Linked DNA regions of Mus musculus: region 2 is linked to region 1. The links are chromatin contacts, called in public HiChIP or PLAC-seq maps. All regions are on one chromosome and are shown on one strand. The core of a region is the stretch at or near the end of the contact, and the rest is flanking DNA. Distances in the headings are between cores, read along the strand shown.

Region 1 (2,977 bases), core at 450-2,949:
GTTCGAGAGGAAAAGGGCAGGCTCTCAGTGCCAGACTGCAAAAGGAAAAAGGACACTGACAGAATCACACTGCCCAGAGACTTGATGTCAGGTGTTCAAGTGCAGCCTTTAGGGTAGATCTCACCAAAGGAAACTGCTGGGGACAGAGTGCTTAGGAAGACACCAGCCAAGGCGAGCAGTCCCGCAGGAAGAACTAACTCAGAAGCAGGGCCCAAGATGGCTTAGCAGCTAAAGTGCTTGTCATGCAAGCTAGACAGATTTAGTCCAATCCCTGGAACCCACAGACTAAACTGAGATCCACAGTTGTCCTCTGGTCTTCCCAAGCAAGCTATGTTACACACACACACACACACACACACACACACACACACACACACACACAGTAAAAATAATTAAAAGCAAAGGGCAGGGGCTCCCAAAGAGATATAAATGTCAAATGACAGCAGCAAAGACTGGGAATGCTGTGTTATTTTAAGGAGCTAGAAAATAATTGAAGAAAACTGAGGAAAAGACACACAAAAATAAAACACCCTTCAAAAAGCATTCATTAAAAAGCGGCGTGTTATAGCTCAAGCCTACAATCACAGCTTTTGAAAGTTAGAGGCCGAGGACTGGGAGTTCAAGGCCAGCTGCAGCAACACTGCTAGCCTGGGCAACAAGAAACCGTGACTCACAAAACAAAAAGTATATAATAAACAAATATTTCACAAATAAGGAAGACAGCTATGACACATATACATAAATAAAAATGCGGGTGGCTCCACAGATGGAGAAATCTTAACCCCTCAGGGGAGAGGAACAGGCCGGCTTCTTCAGCAGAGGTCCACAGCAACTTCTGTCTAGGGTGAGAGGCCCAGGAAGGCAATCCCTGCCTCTGCCTCCCATCACTCTGCTCTCCAGTCCCTCTCACATGCTGACTTTTGTCCTTCAATCACTTAGGATTGCATCCTCACCATGGTATATGGGCTGGGGAAGAACCATTAGAAATCAAAACGGAAGGAAAAAGAGGAAGGGGGGAGGGAGAGCGGGAGGGAGGAAGTGATGAGCACACTAAGACTGAATCACGAAGCAGGGCCTGGTGGCAGATGCCTCTGATCACAGCATGTGGAGGACCTTGGCAAGAGGACCGGGAGTTCAAGGCCAGCCTCAGGCACACAGCCAAGTCAAGCTGAGGCCAGCCTGAGCTACTCGAGATCCGGCCTGGGTCATAAAGTACATTAAAATATTATATATATAAAATCAGCTTTACTAAAATTACCAGATTCTGCCTAGAAACACTGGGGACAAAAAGGAAATGCCACTTTCAAAGAGGAGAAGAGTAGCTGGCAGCTGGGGTATAGGAGGCAGGTATGGGCACAAAGGAAGCCACTTGCCAGCCCTAGAAAAGGAAAGTGGTCACTCTGTCACCAGTCTACAAGACGGCCTGGGAAAGGGCAGAATGGGAACTGGACCCTTCAGGGCCAGGCTGGCAGGCACCAGCATCAGGCCATCTCCACAGCCTGTGTGGGAAGCCATTAAGAACCAAGACCCCCATGAGTCACACGGTACATTTCTCAGTACCGCCAGGCAGGTGACCACACCAACACAGTCACACTCTAACACACATCCCCAGTAACCTGTATGTGTTCCTGTGTGGAACTGAAAGGTTAACACTGCAGAAACAGCAGAGGTCCCCTTGGCTCTCTGCCCTGACTTCGTTAAGATTGTGCAACTTGTACAAATAGAACCATTTCCTGTCCGCTGCACAAAGCAGCTAATGGACTGGTACAATCCGGGGATGACTTAACGGAAGAACTCAGCCCACTGCTGTCTTACTGCACTGTTTCAAAAAAGAAATGAAGGGAAAGGAAACCGCTGGCCACCAGTGTCTGTCTGAACGTCAGTCAGTCCTTTATGATGTCCTCTCACACAGGTGGCAAACGACAAAGCCAGGAGAATCCACTTGACCGTAGCCACGAGACAATAAGCATCATACCCCGCCCCCTAACATCCTCTATTAATATAGTCCTAAAGGGTCGGCAGGACTGGCTCACCAGGCTCAGTCCCCAGAACCCACATGCTCCAGGACAGAACCAACTCCCAAAAGTCTTCCCATGGCTTCCACGTGAGTGTTATATATAGCACGCGAGCATCCACGGTCACACGCACACAATAATGCAAACGGCAGGCTTCAAAATGATATGCAAACCAGGCCATTTTGGAAGGAAAGCATCAAAACTGATACAGCTACAGCTCAGCTGGCAAAGTGCTTGCCCGGCATGCATGAAGCCCTGGGTTCGAACCTGCAGCCTATCAGACAGACATGGTGTATATGCTATACACCTAGCATAAAGGATCAGAAGTCCAAGGCCATCCCCGGCTACACAGTAAGTTCAAGGCCAGCCTGGGCTACATAAAACCCTGTCTCCAGAAACACCTGATATAAATTAAAGTTAAAAGTTCAGAAGCATCCAGTGTCCACACAGTATACATTCTAATTGTAGAAGACAAGTGTCAAAGAAGAATAGGAAGAAGGGGTGGGGGAGGGGAAGGAGGAATACAGCCTGGGCTCCCACGGCCCACATTACCCTCCAGTAAGTAAAGCTCTTTTGCGTAAGCTATGTGGTGTGAGTATTTATTATCTGCAAACACAATAAACCTTGCCTAAACACTCTCATTCTTTCTATCTATCTGCACACAAGTTCAGGGAGCACAGTTGCTTGCTGTCTTTAGTCAAAATTTTCCTATAGTTCCAAGAAAATAGAATTAGAACATTGCTTTCAAGTGAAAAAATCTAACAGAAATGTCCTACTGGTTCAAACACATGGCATCCCTATGTCACAACAGATGTCTCCCTCTGTCATTAAGTCACTCATTCAATAAACACTAACTGAGCATCATTGTTTGCCAGACACTATGTACAAGAGAGCAAGAAACACACGGTACCTGCCTTCAGTGGATCTAGATCTTTAGTGGGAAACTAATGGGAAGAGGAATC
Region 2 (3,032 bases), core at 123-2,622, 200 kb after region 1:
AGTACCGCCGTTTAAAATGTAAAGCTCCGGGCCTCCTGAATGCCAGACCCATACTACCTGTGACCTCTATCCCTTGTCCTCTCAGCCTTCCTTTCAGGTCCTGTTTCCCTTGCTGCCAATCTATGCTGCAGGAGGACATCATCTGCCAACCTGAGCTAAAATGAAATCAATTCAGTCACGTTTTATTTCCTATCTGATGCAAAGTGCCAGTTCAGGTTAGGAAAACCAAAATGAGTGGAACCAGTCCCTTCTCTAGGACTTGCTACTCAGAATATCATCTCTGGTTGGTTAGCATCGTACAAGGTTAGGAGTCTCTCAGAAAGGTTGCCTTTCACCTTGTCCAGACCTTCTCAATCAATCCATGGCAGCCGGAGCTGACCTCCCATCTTCAGCCTTTGCTATGGAAAACAGGCCTAAGGTCAGATGCTGTGCTCTTTCTGTAGCTTGGAAAAAGCCAGCTCAGCACTATTAGAAACAGGATCGCTCGGACCTTTCATCTTTTCCCAGTCTGTGAGGGCTGGGAAGGAGACCTCAGAGTTGAGATGTGAACTGCATTGAGACTGGAGGTGTAGTTCAGTGGGTAAAGGGTTTGCCTATGCACTCCATAGCGCGTGCACACACACACACACACACATGCACACATGCACACATGCACTCACGCACATGTGGGAACATGAAGTATTCATGGGCACATGGAATATTGAAAGCAGCAGCACCTATACTTCATTACTACAACATGATTAAATTCATGAGTATGGACACGACACCAAACAATATTCATGAACTTAGAGAAACTATTTGGAGTAAGAACTCAATGAAAAAAATATTATACATTTTAAACATAGTTTACAGAATTGAGTAAGGTGGTATACACCTGTAATCCTAGTACTTGGGAGGTAGAGAAAGGAAAATTAGAAATTTGAGGTTGTGATCAGCTATATACTAAGTTCAAGGACAAGCTGAGATCCATGAGACCCAGGCTTGAGATCCATGACACACACACACACACACACACACACACACACACACACACACACACACACACACACAGTGTCAAATCTACTGAACCATCCCTGCAGACATTTTGTATTTACCAAGTGTCTCTGGGTCCACTCTCTGTGAGCCAGCAGCACAAGTGATCCAGCTGTGACAGCCTGTGAAAAGAAAATTGGAAAAAAAAAATAACATCCACAATCGAAGGGACCTCTGCTAAGAGTTCTATCTGTCTCACAGCTTGACAGCTTTATCACAAGCTGGAAGGCAGGGCAAAGGGGGAAATGGATTTACGGCTCTGGTCCCCTCTTCATCTGTGAAAGGAGCTGTGTTGACAGGGAGGAAAAGCAGCCATTAGAGTCATCAGGACATGAGTCACACCAACTTATTTTCCATTCTCTCTGTTGACTTTGCCGTCACTGGCACCACCTCCGCTCCTGTTAGGTCACGACAGTTAAATCTTGGCTTCATAGATCTCGCCCTAGGCTTTGCGTGCTGGTTTGAATGAGAAATGGCCGTGTAGGCTCAAGCATCTGAACACTTGGTTCCAAGTTGGTGGTGATGCTTGGGAAGAGCATGGAATCTTTAGGACCTGGAGCCTTGAGGAGGTTGTATGTTAAAGTGGAGGATAGGCTCTGCTGTGTTGTAGTCTTCCCCACTTCCTGCTTGCTCCCTCTGCTTGCTGCTTCCTGTGTGAAGGTAGAAATATAAAGAACCATCTGCCTCCTTTCCTGCCATCATAGACTTGAACCTTCTGGAGCCATAGCCAGAAAAAAACTCTTGTTTGTTTGTTTTTTGTTTTTTTGTTTTTTGTTTTTCCGAGACAGGGTTTCTCTGTGTAGCCCTGGCTGTCCTGGAACTCACTCTGTAGACCAGGCTGGCCTCGAACTCAGAAACCCGCCTGCCTCTGCCTCCCAAGTGCTGGGATCAAGGGCATGCGCCACCACTGCCCGGCAGAAAAAAACTCTTAAGTTGCTTTTGGTTATGCTATATTTTTTTTTATCACAGCAACAGAAAAGTGTGAGTGTGAGTGTGTGTGTGTGTGTGTGTGTGTGTGTGTGTGTGTGTGTGTGTGGTATGCGTGTTTACATACACCAAAGCATGAATTTTGAAGTCCAGATAAAAAATCAGGGATGAACATAAAATTATATCTATATCCTATCTACATCTATCTATATAATTTTATGTATCTTTAATCTCTCTCTCTCTCTCTCTCTCTCTCTCTCTCTCTCTCTCTCTCTCTGTGTGTGTGTGTGTGTGTGTGTGTGTGTGTGTGTGTGTGTGTGTGTGTGTGGTGTAGGTCAGATAAATTGATAGCATTGGCTGTTTCTTACCATGTGGGGCCTTGGGGACTGAATTCAGACTCAGGCTTAGCTACAAACATCTTTGCTCACTGAGACATGTTTACATCTTTCCAACAAATTTATAAAGCTGCAAACAGGACAAACTGGAATGGAGATCTGTCCTCAAGCCCAGAAATCATTCCTAGCCATGGTCTGATCTTTTGCAGCTTGCTTTTTTTTTTAATTGTTCTGCCTTTAACTACCAATGGGGTGCAGACACACGACCTCAGTTTCCTAAATAATAAAGACAGTCATTAGAATGGCAAGGCATTTAGAGCTCTGGGTGCAGTGCCATCCTCTTGTATGAAGGCATTTTCTCTATAGTTCCCATTCAAAGAAAAATACTCAAAGTGCAGAACAAGAAATGGTTAATGAAAGAGGGAATGGTGTATCCAGAACTTTGCAGTAGATAATGGAAAAAGAATCTCTGAGCTCATCTTGGATTCATCACGAGGTCTGAAGATGGAGCTGTTTGAGGTTATTGAGACTAGAAATCAGTGATCCTCAAACCACAGAATCCTTACCCACCCCCACCCCCCATTCAAAGCACAAATTCTGAGGTCCAGCTAGAGATGGAAGTCAGGAAGAGATGAGCCTAAAATTAGATACTAGGTATAGACTGATTTAAAAATAACAGTTTTTATTTTGACAGAGGACTGAATGTGATGGTCTGCCCAGAATTCATCCGTTAATGTA

What was found. HiChIP or PLAC-seq counts read pairs in DNA pulled down with a chosen protein or histone mark.
Region 2: a contact with region 1 is called in a FOXA1 HiChIP or PLAC-seq map of pancreatic cancer cells. The contact joins two enhancer-like sites. A contact is called at or near these places in 2 of 39 promoter capture datasets (the SN4741 cell line and hippocampal neurons), 1 of 484 Hi-C or Micro-C datasets (granulosa cells), 6 of 115 datasets of contacts at active chromatin or transcription factors (acute myeloid leukemia, bone marrow-derived macrophages, embryonic limb bud and 3 more) and 1 of 9 other capture datasets (embryonic stem cells).

Annotation. Positions count from the first base shown.
Region 1 is chr3:27,688,597-27,691,573 of GRCm38.p6, forward strand. The region is part of intron 1 of Fndc3b (fibronectin type III domain containing 3B); the gene reads right to left. Among named protein-coding and RNA genes, the nearest start is that of Fndc3b, 20 kb to the right of the region's middle. Within about 2 kb of position 1,700, at least 186 of the 459 cell types and tissues checked have an H3K27ac peak or open chromatin away from gene starts, as enhancers often do. A contact at or near this core is called in pancreatic cancer cells, where this site is marked.
Region 2 is chr3:27,885,354-27,888,385 of GRCm38.p6, forward strand. Tmem212 (transmembrane protein 212) reads right to left here. Exons shown (of 4, transcript NM_001164437.1): 2 at 1,095-1,154. Among named protein-coding and RNA genes, the nearest start is that of Tmem212, 9.5 kb to the right of the region's middle. Within about 2 kb of position 1,373, at least 64 of the 459 cell types and tissues checked have an H3K27ac peak or open chromatin away from gene starts, as enhancers often do. A contact at or near this core is called in pancreatic cancer cells, where this site is marked.